2 separate regions of the Athene noctua genome follow, and region 1 is linked to region 2. Evidence: chromatin contacts called from public Hi-C data. All regions are on one chromosome and are shown on one strand. The core of a region is the stretch at or near the end of the contact, and the rest is flanking DNA. Distances in the headings are between cores, read along the strand shown.

Region 1 (6,838 bases), core at 2,728-5,227, 150 kb after region 2:
CCAGAAGCATTTGTGATATAGGAGTGAAACAGAACAACAAACTCTTTTATTCCTGGACACCAAAGATAATTTAGACGGATGTGGTATGTATAAGAAATTTTAATTTGTCCCTTAAAAGCCATTTAATTATTCAGATTATCTGATTGCCTCAGTCAATCTTGTATTGATTGATTAGAGAACTTTATAAATCAAAATCTGCATTACTGCTGCTTGAAGCATCTGTCCCTCTCAGCAACAGAGATACAGAGTTCATTTCCAATCCCTACCCACAAGTTAGTTTATTGAGACATGTAAATAGCTATGGTTTATAAATGGGTCAGTAAGTGTTCTTGCACTCTACTAAAGGCATATTTACTTAAGGACATCAGGAAAGGGGAAAAAAAAAGCCTTAAAGTAATAGCTGTTTAATAAATCAGGGCACAGTCACCAAAATTCCCAGCTCCTTGGCTAATGGCCATGAAGGACCCCTGTCTCTCTATTGACAGGGCTCCCTTCTGACATGCAGCACTCGGCGAGTCTCAGGTGGTAAACTCGAGGCACTGTCGGATGAAACCTAAGATGAGACCTTCATGAGCACCCGCTCCGCTCACCAGTCCGTCCTGAATTAGGTAGAAAATCCCCTCAGAGCAGCAAAGAGCATTTGTCTTTGATTTCAGAGCTCTCCTGCTATGCACAACCTTTCTGACCAGCTTGACTGTCTACTGCCAGCCTCGACCAAATAACCTCTAAGTGAGTAGCAATTAACATAATGAGTGGACTGATGGGTGTCCCCCATAGCTACAGGCCTCAGTAGCAACACGTCTCTGGCAAACTGGAATGTCTAGTCCTGAAACTCCACCTCTGTAAAAGGAAGGAAGTAGAAAACTAAAATGGGCGGAGGGTAAAAAAAAAAAAATTACATGATTCTAAATGAATCCCTCCAGCCTGATCCAACACTGGCTGAAGCTAATGAAAACTTGTCTTGATATCAGTGGAGCTGAACTGGACAAACTATAAAAGCACAGTTTTTCAGGTTATACAAATATGTATTAGAGTGGTTAGAGCTACACTGACCATACTCCTTGTAGTCTGAACTTGGCTTTCTAGGATGAAACACGCAGAAAAAAACTAAGAAGATAAAACAAAACAGCAAAACTCTAACCAATTAAATACGTCACCAATTAATCAGAACAAACTGAATTATTATTATGTGTATATACAGAAAACCAACCAAAGTAAATTATTTGCATGGCTTCCTATGTAACAGAAACAGGAAAAAAAAACCACCTTTTAAGCTTAATTTTAAAGTAATTCTTACTTCACAATAAAAACCTCCACACAGCAAACTACTTAAAATTCATGTCTTGCATTTCTCTCCAGAATTTCTTCCTTGCATAGACAAGCCCTTTCTAAACATCAAAAGTGCATGCTGACACAACAGAGACAGATCATTTATGGGCTGTCTCGGGGGAGTTTTAACGCAGCGAGGACCGCCACATCAGGTCCGACTAGATAGCCTGTCTCTGACAGGAGCCCAGCGCAGGTACCTGGGGGGGGCACACAAAACCAGGGCAGCACACGGCAGTTTTGCCTCGGGATGCTCTCCCAGGCACAAGTCATTTGCAGCTTTGGGATTTCCGGAGCCAGAGATGCACTCACTGCGTTCGATAGCCCTTAAGTGATTTCTCTTCTGTGAATTCATCTAATCACTTTAAAATCCCTCAGTCCACACAGCACTCTTGCCAAGGAGTTCCACAGCTTAACTACAATTCTGTGAAGGCATTTCTCTGGTTGGTTCTGAACCTGACAGTTTCATTTGATGCCCCTTGGCTCTTGTGCCAGAAGAGTCAGTCACTGGCCTCTATTTATCTTGTACGTAAAGATTAAAAGGAGTTAACTGCTTCTAGCATCCCCTGCATTAATGAATTTCAGAGATTTTCATGCAGTAACTTACTGCTGTTTGATTAAACTGCAGCTGAAGCTACAGCAGCAGTTGAGTAGTTTGAGTGACCTGCACCACAGACAGATGCTGCCTACGTGAAGGTTGTGTGTACGGCAACAGCACACGGCGAGCCCCCCTGTTCCCGGCCAAAACTCTGTATTTCGTGCCACAGACTGCTCACACAAACGTACAAAGAAGTGCATGTATTATTTGCGTAATTCCGGTTAGCACAGAGCAACACCAGTGCCCACCGTGTGGTCAAATGAACGTAGTGGCTGAAGTCAGGTGGGAACGCCGGGAGAAAACAGAGAAGGAAAAAAAAAAAATCAACAACTTCAAAGAGGGGAGCTAGACCTTCACTTTTCTTTCACAGCTGCTTGTGTTGCTGTTTGCTTCGTTGTTGCTTCCTATATTGTAACTGGTAATTATGTCATTATGTCTAGGAAAAAATAGCACCGGAGAATTTGAAAGTGTATTTTCAAACCTAGACATCAGTTCGTCAGCTTCACATATCGTAAAAAGGGATTGAACCTGACAGACCAAGTTCTTCACTGACGTATAAAGCTGGTCCACCCTCCAAGGGCAGGTAACAGCTTTGTGTTGCCAGCGTAAGGAGCACTTTTTGCACTGTTGGCAACACGATACAACAGTGCACCCCTCCAGTCCCTGTCCTACCCCTTATTATCACCTCTTGTCCTTAAACAGCTCCTGCACTTTATTCCAGAGGTAGCTGCCCACTTCCCAGAGGTACAAGGAGGTTACAAAGGTGAGCCCGGCGGGTGGGCATACCCTTTTATTAGAGGTAGGCACCCCACGTTCACCACGGGGCAGTTGGGGTGAACTAGAGATCCCCCTTCTGTTGCTCCGAGGTGAACGTGCCAGCACAGCCTTCGCTCCTCAGCTTGGATCCTTCGACTCCAGCCTTTCCCCTCCCTCCCGACTAATCTGTACCGCCACAGCAATACTAGGGCACTCTTGCTAAAATTAGGCCGTCGCTGTCCCCTCCCCTTGGTAGGACGAGTTTAGAGAAACCCATCCGGAACCCGGCTTTTTCCTGTCAGGTTTTATTTCCCCCCTCTCTTGTCCTGGCGCGTTGAGTCCGGGAACCGACATCCCCGATCACGGTAACGGCCAAGCCGTGCCCTTGCGAACCAGGCGGTACCGGAGGAAAGCCGGATTACGCGGGGGGGGGTGGCGGCCCACAGGGCCCCGGGGGGGGGTCCTCAGCGCTGCAGGGGGGCGGCCGAGCGCCCTCCGCACGGCGCTCCGGGAGCCGGGTCGCCCTTCGCGCACAGCGGGGCTCTGCCGAGCGGCACCGGCCCCGAGCCGAAGGCGGGCGAGGGCGAGGCCTGTGCCGCCGCCGCCAGCCGCAGCCCCGCCCGCCCGGCGGGGAGGGGAGGGGAGGGGAGGAGGGGCCGTGCCCTCGGCGGGGCGGGCGCGGCCCGGTCGGGGAGCGCCGCGGGCGCGTGGGCGGGGGCCGCCCCGCGGCGGTTGGTGCCCGCCCTGGCCCCGCGCGCGGCCGCCGCGGGCAGAGCCCCACCCCCGGCCCTGCCTGGAAACCGCACGGGCGGCGGGACGGCGGCGGGCGGGGGAAGTCACGTGACGCCTCCCCCGAAGCGCCACCTGAAGGGCCGTACCACCGGCGGGGGGGGGGCGGACGGACACACGGACACACGCAGACACGACGGGCCGAAACCCGCCGGCGCACGGCTGGAGCGCGGCCCCGCCTCCTGCCCGCCGCAAGGCCCGGCCGTTAAAACCGAACCCCCGGACACGAAAACAAAGAGGGAGAGGCGGCTGTTTGGGGGGCGAGGGAGGGAGAGGGGGGCCGATGGTCGCCCCCGCCCCTCCGGCGGGCGGTTGGTACGTGGCCGTTAAAGGAGGCGCCGGCGGCGGCCAACCCCGCTCGCGCGCTGGACGCGGTAACCAGATATTCAAAAACAAGACGTCAGCCCACAATGCCCCGAGCCGCCGCCAGCATTACCTCATCCCACAAGGCCCCGCGCCCGCCCTGAGAAGCTTCTAGGGGCGGGGTGGCCATGGCGACCGGCTGATATGCACCGGGCCGGGCCAGCGGCCCGCCTCCCCCGGGAGAGGCGGCGGCAGCCAATGGGGAGCCCGCGGGGTGACATCATGGGCTATTTTTAGCGGGCTCCCGGTCGCTGATAAGTGAAGGGCTCCACGCCGGGAGCGGGCTCAGAGCGCGGGGCAGGCGGCAGCGCGGCTCCGGGTGGAGGCGAGCGGAGCAGGCACAGCGCGGAGCCGGGGAGGGCGCGCAGGAAGGCGGGGAAAAGAGGAGAGAGGGGGGAAAAAAAAATATATATATAAAGTACGAGCGGCAACTTGTGGCGGTGGAGCAGCGTCCCGGCCCCGCAGCGGCAGCGGCAGGAGGAGGGCGGTGAGGCGCCCCGCCGAAGCCCCGCCAGGCCAGGCGGGCTCCCAGCGCCAGGGACCGCGGGCCCGGCCCGCGCCGGGAGGACTCTCCGCGCCCCGGTGAGAAGTAAGGCTCGGCTTTCTCCTTCTCCCCTCCCTGCGCGGCCGGGAGGGTTGGGGCGGCAGCGCGGAGCGGGGCGCAAGCGGCAGCCGGGCAGCTTCTCCTCCGCGCTGCCGCAGCTCCCGGCGCCACTCCGCGGACTCTGTTCTATGAGTGCAAAGATGGAGCCTACTTTCTACGAGGATGCCCTGAACGCCAGCTTCGTGCCGCCGGAGAGCGGCGGGTATGGATATAATAACGCTAAAGTGCTGAAGCAGAACATGACGCTGAACCTGTCCGACCCATCCAGCAACCTGAAGCCGCACCTGAGGAACAAGAACGCCGACATCCTCACCTCCCCCGACGTGGGACTCCTGAAACTGGCCTCTCCTGAACTGGAGCGGCTCATCATCCAGTCCAGCAACGGGCTAATCACCACCACGCCGACCCCGACGCAGTTCCTCTGCCCCAAAAACGTTACCGACGAGCAAGAGGGGTTCGCGGAAGGCTTTGTGAGAGCCCTGGCGGAACTGCACAACCAGAACACCCTGCCCAGCGTTACCTCCGCCGCCCAGCCCGTCAGCAGCGGCATGGCACCTGTGTCCTCCATGGCCGGCGGCAGCAGCTTCAACACGAATTTGCACAGCGAGCCCCCGGTGTACGCCAATCTCAGCAACTTCAACCCCAACGCGCTCAACTCCGCGCCCAACTACAACGCGAACAACATGGGCTACGCGCCTCAGCACCACATCAACCCCCAGATGCCGGTGCAGCATCCCAGGCTTCAGGCTCTGAAAGAAGAGCCTCAGACTGTACCTGAAATGCCAGGGGAAACCCCTCCCCTGTCCCCTATTGACATGGAGTCACAGGAGAGAATCAAAGCCGAGAGAAAACGCATGAGAAACAGAATTGCGGCATCCAAATGCCGGAAAAGGAAGTTGGAAAGGATTGCCAGGTTGGAAGAAAAAGTGAAAACTTTGAAAGCCCAGAACTCAGAGCTGGCATCCACTGCCAACATGCTCAGAGAACAGGTTGCACAGCTTAAGCAGAAGGTCATGAACCATGTCAACAGCGGGTGCCAGCTAATGCTAACACAACAGTTGCAAACGTTTTGAAGAGACTGTCTTAAACGAGAACTGTGATCTTGTGGTGTAACTGAAACAAAAAAACCAAAAGTGGCAGATGCATAAAGCTAATGGGAAAAGCTGGAAGGCTGAGTCCTGCCTGTGCTCTGCAAAGCGCATGTGTGGAAAGACTGGCAAGCCTTCAGCTTGAGTTAGTAGTGAAGCGGCCAGCACCGTGCCGAGAAGTGCTGTTCCTGCTCAGATGAGACGTCAGATCTTCGTTTAACATTGACCAAGACCTGCATGGACCTAACATTCGATGATCATTCAGTATTAAAGGTTAAACTGCAATAGAAACTGTAGATTGCTTTATGTAGTATTACTTAAGAAAAAAAAAAAGTGGGAGGGAGGTTTGTGGGAGGCTGATAAACAAAACAGAACTATTCTGCCTGCCTTCGAGTAAATTGTGTATGTACATATCTTTTTTTATTTTATTTTATGAAAGTTGATTAATGTCAATAAACTACTTCATGACTTTGTAAGTTATTTTTATGTTGTTTATTTGGGCGCTGCCCAGTATTGTTTGTAAATAAGAGGCTTTTTTTTAGCACTCTGAGTTTACCATTTGTAATAAAGTATAATTTTTTAATGTTTCTGTTTCTGGAGAAATTCTAGAAGGTTCTATTATATTTAAGAAAAATAAAATAATTAAAATGCATTTCCCCCTCACACTTTTTCTTTTGCTAGTACCTGAGCTGGGAAAATGCCCTTTGTGCTGAACTCTAGGGTTTATGTTAAACTTACTCGTTAACTACAGGCATGTCCTGAAGAATGTGTGTGAGGAGGAGGAGAGGGAAAAGCTAGATTCTGATCGCTAAATTAATACAACTTTCTGATTTGTCCTGAAGCTGTAGCTCCCAGTCATAACCTGACTCGCTTGCCTGCTGTATTCTAGTGGCACAGTTTAAAGAGGTCGTAGAGGGGTAGAAAGCCAGTGTATGAAACTGCTCCGTAACTGAAGCACTTGGCTACTTGACCTGGTATGCTTTTTTATTAAACTAATGCCCCCAAGTAGGTAAGGCAAGTGGATGTAGTTAAAAAATCAAACATGCTATAGACTTCAAAAATAGAAACATTCACCTTTATTGGAGTGTTCCTTCCTTGACAGGAGGTGATCCTTGTTTGTTAATATTTACAACAATGCTGCTGCCAACAGGAAAATAATTTCATACCCCTTTTCCTATCCTGAAATCCTTTCCCTTTTGGGTGCTACTATGGGTTCTAAACTTTTTAGCAATAGAAAAGCTGAGAAAACTCAACCTAGTGGGAAATGAAAAGAGCAACTTGCTGAAAACAGCAACTTCTCTGGCACTCCCCATG
Region 2 (7,354 bases), core at 762-3,261:
AAAAAAAAAGAGCTTTTTTTTTTTCCCCCAAACCATATGCCAGTACATATTCCTGAAGGGGGCCATTAACATTTAAAGACACTTTAAAATTTCAGTATGTTTTTGTACTATATTTAAGTACATTTAGAAAAAAGCTAATTTGAGTAAATTAAGCAAATGGCCTTCCAGGATGAGGGAATACATGAGGATGAAAAACGAGGAGACCACCTTCACAGTAACATGACTGTTTATTACTTTCTAAGAACCTCAGAGATGAGAGAGCTCTCTCCTCTCCTTCCCTGACATTTATTTCTTAAGTGTTCTCCAGAGAAGAGGCACTGATGCTAAATTTATTAAACTAGCTAACAAGTCCCAGGCACCTCAGTAGAGAAAGAATCTGCAAGGTCACCAGTTCCTAACTGGTGCAGAGCACGTCACCAGCGAGGAACACAAGTTACGGGGAGGTCTGGAGCCAAGCACAAGTAAACTCCACCAGGTTATTGGGGTGGGCTCCACGCCAACCCACAAGCTTTATGGGAACGCAGGAGCAACTGCCATGCGAAGGAGATGGTGCCGCAAAGGTGCGAGAAAGCGGAGCTGCAAGAAGAGGAAGGAGGCAGCGGTGGAAGCGAGCGGCGAGGACACACCAGCGCCAGAGATGCAAGACGGAAAATACCAACTTGAGTAAGGGCAAGAAATACATTTGAGGAAATCTCCCAAGGATCTGCAGGATTAAGCAAGTGTGTGAATGATGTACGTGTCCCACCTGCCTATGCCAGGTCACCTGAGCGCTGCCGTTTAAAGCTCGGGGAAAGGCAGGAGGGAACGTGGTAACTCCTACACCCTCGTCCACTGGAGGAATCGCTGGGAGGAAGCGATGTGCCTACCCCAGCCCTGCAAAATGTCAAGTGTCTGCCCAGGCGCTGCGCACCCCCCGCGCAGCCTGGGGCCTGTCAGCGCAGAGGGGCTGTGAAAAAGGGCAGACCCCTTCTCGTTAAGTGTAGGCGTTATATATAGGCTGTGCTGTTGAGAAACACAGTAAAAGCAAACTTTGGGAAGTCAGGCTGGGAGACTAGAATGTAAATCCTATAATGCCCCACCAGCTACACCAAAACCAGGCTCTGAAACTGATCCGGAGCAATTTAATCGCACAGTCAACATACGCCCTGAAGAAGCAGCGAGAGGGGTTCCCCTGGGAAAAACCCGGAGGGCGTGGGGGGGGGGGGTGTCACACCGCAGGTCTTTGAATTAAAAACAAAACAAAACACACCACCGCAAACGCGACAGCGTTTCTCAACCAGCAGCACCTCCCGAACGGGGAAGGAGTTTTCTTCAATGTCACCGCGTTCTCCTTTCAGCGCGGAGCTCCGGAGCGGGGGCTGGGCCGGGCTGGGCGCCCGCCTGGGCCTAGCAAAGCCGGGCCGCCCCGGCCAGCGCGCTCCCCTCAGAGGCGGCTCCCGCCTCGCCTGCCTGAGGTGCGGGGGGTAGGGGGGGAGCCCGCCCGGCCGCGGCTTTCAGTCGCCACCGGGCCTTGGCGAGCGTCAAAAAATACAAAAAAAAAAAAAAAAAATCACTTACTTGTCCAAACTGAAACACTAGATTAGCTGCGCAGGGAGCGGGCTACACAAACCGCGCTTTTCCTGACAGGGCAATTTCCCGCCCGCCGGCCGCTGCCGGGAACCCGCCGCGCTCCGCACCCCCCGCGCTTGCGCCGCCGTCCCCGCGGCGGGGCGGGGAAGGGGGGGAGCCGCCGGGCCTCCCCCCGCGCCCCGCTCGCCTTTGAAGGCCGCGCCGGCCGGTGCCGCCATCTGGTTTAGGTTTGGGGGCCGGTGTGCGGAGCTGGCCCGAGCGCTGCCACGGGGCTCTGCGGTGTGTTAGGCAGAGCTGTCAAGCTGCGCTGCCCTGGAAAGCCGAGCGTGCACTGTGCCCTGTCAGGAATTCAACCCATACGAGCGGGTTTTGCCTCGGAAAGGGAATCGTATTTCTCCTTTATTTAAAAGCGAATAAAAGAGGGGGGGAAAAAAAAAAAACCACCAACCAAAAAACTAACAACAAACCCAAGAGGGGGGTTTGGCTCTTTTTCTTAAAGGCGTTGTTGCTAAATCGTGTTTCTCAGCCGCAGCTCTGTTGCCCTACAAAGACTGCAGAAATACTGGGGGTTGGAGAAGCCTTTAGCATTGAAGTGGTGCAAGAAGACACATCGAGAGCCAGGGCAAGAATAAACAGAGGGAAACAAGCAGAAGGGCATGTCCAGACTGAGGACGTACCCCGCTTTGACCCGTAAATACAGAATCACTTCTTAAATAAACAAAACAGGACTGCGAGCCACAAGTTTGATTTTCTGCATGGGGTTCTTCTGTTGGGGAGTTTTACCTGAGAAGTTGGGAAATTTCCTGATGTGAGGAATAAACCCTGAGTTTATTTAAAGTTTGCTTAAAATGGAGGACAGGGCAGTTGGATCCCCTCAAAAGCATCTCTTAGAAACAGAGATGGGCCAGCCATGGCAGGCCCAGACCCCACCACATCCCTCATGACCCACGTAGGGAGGAGCAGATAGAAAACCTCACATTCCCATGATGTCCAAACACTGCTGAAGAGGCCCCAGGGAGCCAGCAGGGATTTTTCCCGTTATCCCCCAAATACTCTACAGCAGGAAATCTTGTATCAAAAAGCTCTCTTGCAACATCTCCAGAGTTCTCCCGCTTTGGCCCAAGCAGAAATACTGCAGGAACAACCTTGCTCAGGGAAAGATGAGTGTTGTCTCGTGGTTAGAGCACAGGGTTCGTGGTCAGGAGCTGTGGGTTTTCATTCCAGCTTTGCCACTGAATCATTTTGAGAGCTTCGCTGGTCACTTTGTATTAGAACCAGTTAGTAATTTTCCGTTGGGATGATTTTCTGATGGAAAACACTACTTCTACAAAACTGAAATCTTCTGGGTGAAAATCAACTTTCTGTTGGGAATACCGTGCGTCTAGGTGAGGTAGGAAAGGCAACACAAACTGAAGCATTTGGAGTTTGCTTGCATTAGTCCAAATGCTTTGCTTTGGATAGACAGATTTAAAAAAAAAAAAATACCACCTTCCTGACTGTAATTCCAAGTCAGCTCATTGCAGGGTGGGAGTGTGTGCTCTCATGCTCTGCTTTGCTCCCCGGGAGGTCGGCACCTCCCATAGCGGGAGGCAAATTTCTCTCTTCTGCGACGTGTACATCCCAATCTGAGTCAGAGCGGCCCAGGCACACGGCACCTGGCCCCTGGGAACAAATCCTGGCGTAAGGCTACTGCTCTGACCAAGGAACTGCACCGCGGAGAGAAAGTGTAGAGTTCAGAGACACAAACAAGCTGTTTCACCTTAGTTCAGTGATCCCAAACAAAATACTGTCACTGCAGATATACCAAAATGTTTTGTTCCACTGAAATGCTGTAAAATGAAGCCTGGACAAATGGGCCTGAGTGTGCTTTCACTATCTCTGACAATCAAATCCTATAAAACCTTCCATACACGTGCTGAGCTCCGGATTATAGTTCCTGTTCTTCACCCTCCCAACTATGTCCCTTCTTCACTGTTTTGTTTCAGAATCCAATTCCTCTGTTCATTAAAAACAAATTTAACTATTTATGTCTTCCAAATATTCATAGATTGCTGACTCTTTAAGTTGTTCTCCTCCCACAGTGTATTGGTAGACACCATTTAAATCTCTCAACTTCTGTTTTGCCAAGTTAAACATTAACCATTTATATTTTCTTTCATAACAGCAAGTTTTGGATTATCTAATAAGCTTTCTCTGCACTTGTTTCAGTCAGAATTAATATTTTCTGAACATGAATGATCACAGCCCAACATAATGCGTAATGTTCAAAAAGATGTCTCGCTAGTGACTTGTACAGTGGCAATAATAATAATAATAATAATAATAATAATAAATCCCTGTGCAGCCTTTTAGTTACAGACAGGGATCAATTTTGCCTTTTTTGTACCTATATCACATTAGTACCTTGACTTATTCAGGTCTTTTTGCTCCAAAAAAATGCAAAAGAAATTAAATGTCTGTAAGTACAGACAAATGCATTACTTTTCCTTAATATAATTTTCCATTTCATTATACTTCTCTAGCACTCACATGGTTTCTTTCCAAGGGGGTGACAAATGAAGATATTTCGAGAACAGTTACAAGACCTTTAGCCTCCAAAATCAGAGTCCTGAAAATGCTTTTTTTTTTTTAAATGAAAGAATCAAAGTTTAGATTATCACATATTTCCAAGACCACATGAGGCTTAATTCATTACGCCTTTGAAATATTCTGAAAGCTGAGGGTTAAGAGGTGTTATATTAGTGCAGAATAATGATGATTAATTTGTGTTTCATCTCAAATGCAGGAAGAATAGATATGTGTGCAGTGGATCCTCTATAATTTCAAAATCTTTCTATAAACTTCAAAATATCTTGTAGACGTGTGTAGCTTAAATGCAAAACGAGGCCACTTTTTTTCCTGTTTAGAATGTGGCTGTTGTAGTTTTGTTTCAGATATTACTGCTTCAAATAACCTTCCTCTTCTTCCAAGATTCTGGACAGATTCGCTTAAAATTTACCCTTCTGCCTTTTCATTACAGAGTAACTAATGAAAATTCCATTTTAAATGTGCTTTCTGTGAGACAGGAACATTCTTTTTTTTCATTTTTAACAAAAGCCCGTATTTCAAACTCTAGGGATACAGCTTCAGGTAGCGTAAATCAGCATTGCTCTAAGATGGCCCGCAGTCCTCTCAACCAGCTCTGCAGAAAAATTTAGTGGTTTTAGATGACAGTTGGCATCTTTGAAATATTCTTTTTTGCAGAACTAGACTAGATGTGACACTTGCTGGAGAAGAAATCGTGCATAAATCTGTCTAAAAAGACTCAGTTAATCATATTACTTCACTAGCAGTGGTAACCTTTGGAGGCCAAAGTCCAGACAGGTTGAGAAATGGAACATGAGTACATAAAGGTGACAATTCCATTAACTGCAATCAAAGAGAGAGGTGAATGGTGAGATAAAGACAAATGACTTATTCTATAAAGAAAAGAAAATATGTGTGTGAAGGGGAAAGAGACAGAATGAACGTTTTCCAGCCTTGTCAAGGAAATAAAGCTCCAGTCCTGCTCCATTGAGACCAACACAAAAATGTCTCTCGGCCTCCCTGGATGCAAGCTCTGGCCCAGCATCTCAGCTTGCTGTTGAATGTTAGAGGGAACCATCATTTCAGGAGCATACGTGTACACAGGTGAGACGCCCCAGCAGAAAACTATATGCACAAAATCTTCCTGAATTCCCCACCGTAGCCGTGCTGGAAATGTAAATACTGGGCCTAGCTTGGCAGTCAACAGAGCATTTTGGAAAAAAAAAAAAGAAAAAGTAGGTGGAAAAACTGTTGTCATTTCTGAATCCATGGATTCAGGATTCTCAAATATACCAGACAAGATCTTCCAGTCCAGCGGGGTACACTTCAGCCCCAGAGGCTGAACAGGAACAGCTTTGGGACTTTCTTTTGGGCCCCAAATCAGAAAGCATGAGCACATATTGATAACTGAAACTACCACCACAGGGGAAAAACAAGTTCTTACGCAGGTTCAGTTCCCAGCTTCAGCACAGATAAAAGAGAGGTTGCTGGGCATGTTCTCAGCCTTCAGTGAGGCCAAGGACAGCAGAAGTAGCATCGCTAAGACAACTTCACATCACCTAAGTTTTTTCAGAGGAGGTGGAAGCTCAGAGACCAGCCACGCTGGCTGCTGAGCTGCTTTGCAACACTGGATCCAATCTATTAGCTCTCAAATCTTTCTAAATTTAAGATAAAGAGGAAATTAAAAATGTAAAATCTATTTACATATACAATCTCCTTCTCTTTTGCAATTTTCCCACTTACATGTGGGGTTTTCAAGAATTTCTATGCAGAAAACTTCATCTAAAACCAAACCATCTACCAAACCAAATCAAGCCGATAAGCAAATTGCTTTACTTACAGAAGCAGAGATGGATCTTTGAGCATTCAAAGATTCCGCTTACTTAGGTGCAGATTAACATAACAATTGAAGGGAAGAAAAGATTTATAAAGGGTCATGTAACATGTGCTTCCTTAGGCAGTTAATACCAGCACCTGCGGGTGGTTTTTAATCTCATTTTTAAGAAGCAGTGTAAAGCTGGTGTAGGAAATAGAAGCTGGGGAATACTCTGGATGAAATGCTTACTGAGTCATTAGACTAGGACTGTTCATTCAAACAGGGGAATAGGGAAGTAAAAACCAACTGAATACTATGCAGTGACAAAAGGGATTTTTGAGTGTACAATAGGAAAACAATTACATTTCTTTTGGGGGACTTTTTCTGTTTTTAACAGACAATATATTAAGTTATTCTTAGGTACTAGCGCAGCCAAAAAGGGAAATCCCTGTTTTACATGGCTGTAAATATAGCTAGAAAAAAAAATCAGATTTGATCAATTTGTGGCCCATTTCTTTACATTTTGGATAACTCACCTTGTAATACAAATGTCAGAAACCGATACAAACACACATGCAATATTTCAGGCTCCACCAACATTCCAGTGTCTTGCCCAGGGCCTGTTCCTGCCTGCCCTCTTGGCTGGATACCAACATCCTTTATTCTCAGGGGAGTCAGCCTTCCAAAAAACCACTTGGCACTAGAGTCAGGACTGCTCTGTTTTCCTAACGTTCGTGGCAGGCAGGATGTTTTCTGACTCTGGTACCCAACAGTTGAGCATTCCAGACAGCACAGGGATTCTTCTTGCAAAACTGCACTGCCAATGCCATAAGAGTAAGCGAAGTTCTGTGACACCGTGTGATCCTGGTGGGAAAAAGAGGATGATTTTGTTGCCATACAGTGATACACAAAAGGAAAATGTGCATGACTTCTGCCACCTTTATAAACTCTCCTTCTGTGGTGTGAATGCTGAAAACATTCTGGCTTAAAGTCATGTTTTCATCAACTGGTTCCCCTCTGGGAAGGCTGCCAGTTCTCCACAGATTAGGTTAAGGAGAAGACACCCCCACGCCCAAATGCTTGGCCAGAAAAGAAGCCCACTGCTGCAGTGTAGTGGAGGGGGTGCTCAACAGGCTTCACACATGTTGTTGCTGTACCCACCCGTGTTGCCAGCATGCAAAAATGTAAGGGGATATGCAAAAGTCACCCCTGTGACCTCTGCATGTCCCTTTACACTCCTTAAATATTAGAAGGACGACTTTATCATTAGCATTTATATTCAAGAGATCACTGATGTCAGGGCCAGCTACAACACTGCAGCCTTTGCCCTGTGGAACAGAAACTACACAGGTGAGGGCAGGCAGGTTACAACTCACAGACAGGACTGGACTCCTCACGGACCAC

Evidence for each region. Hi-C and Micro-C count contacts between places; a contact is called where the count stands out from the background.
Region 1: a contact with region 2 is called in a Hi-C map of heart, with 3 times the contacts expected there. The contact joins the promoter of JUN here to the promoter of FGGY in region 2. A contact is called at or near these places in 2 of 2 Hi-C or Micro-C datasets (heart and liver).

The regions. Positions count from the first base shown.
Region 1 is chr5:4,822,718-4,829,555 of bAthNoc1.hap1.1, forward strand. It overlaps JUN (Jun proto-oncogene, AP-1 transcription factor subunit), which reads left to right and starts at 3,978. Exons shown (of 1, transcript XM_074906104.1): 1 at 3,978-6,176. The coding sequence starts at 4,565. The coding sequence ends at 5,509. The region is part of intron 1 of LOC141960529 (a long non-coding RNA gene); the gene reads right to left.
Region 2 is chr5:4,671,380-4,678,733 of bAthNoc1.hap1.1, forward strand. FGGY (FGGY carbohydrate kinase domain containing) reads right to left here and starts at 2,012. Exons shown (of 15, transcript XM_074906107.1): 1 at 1,558-2,012.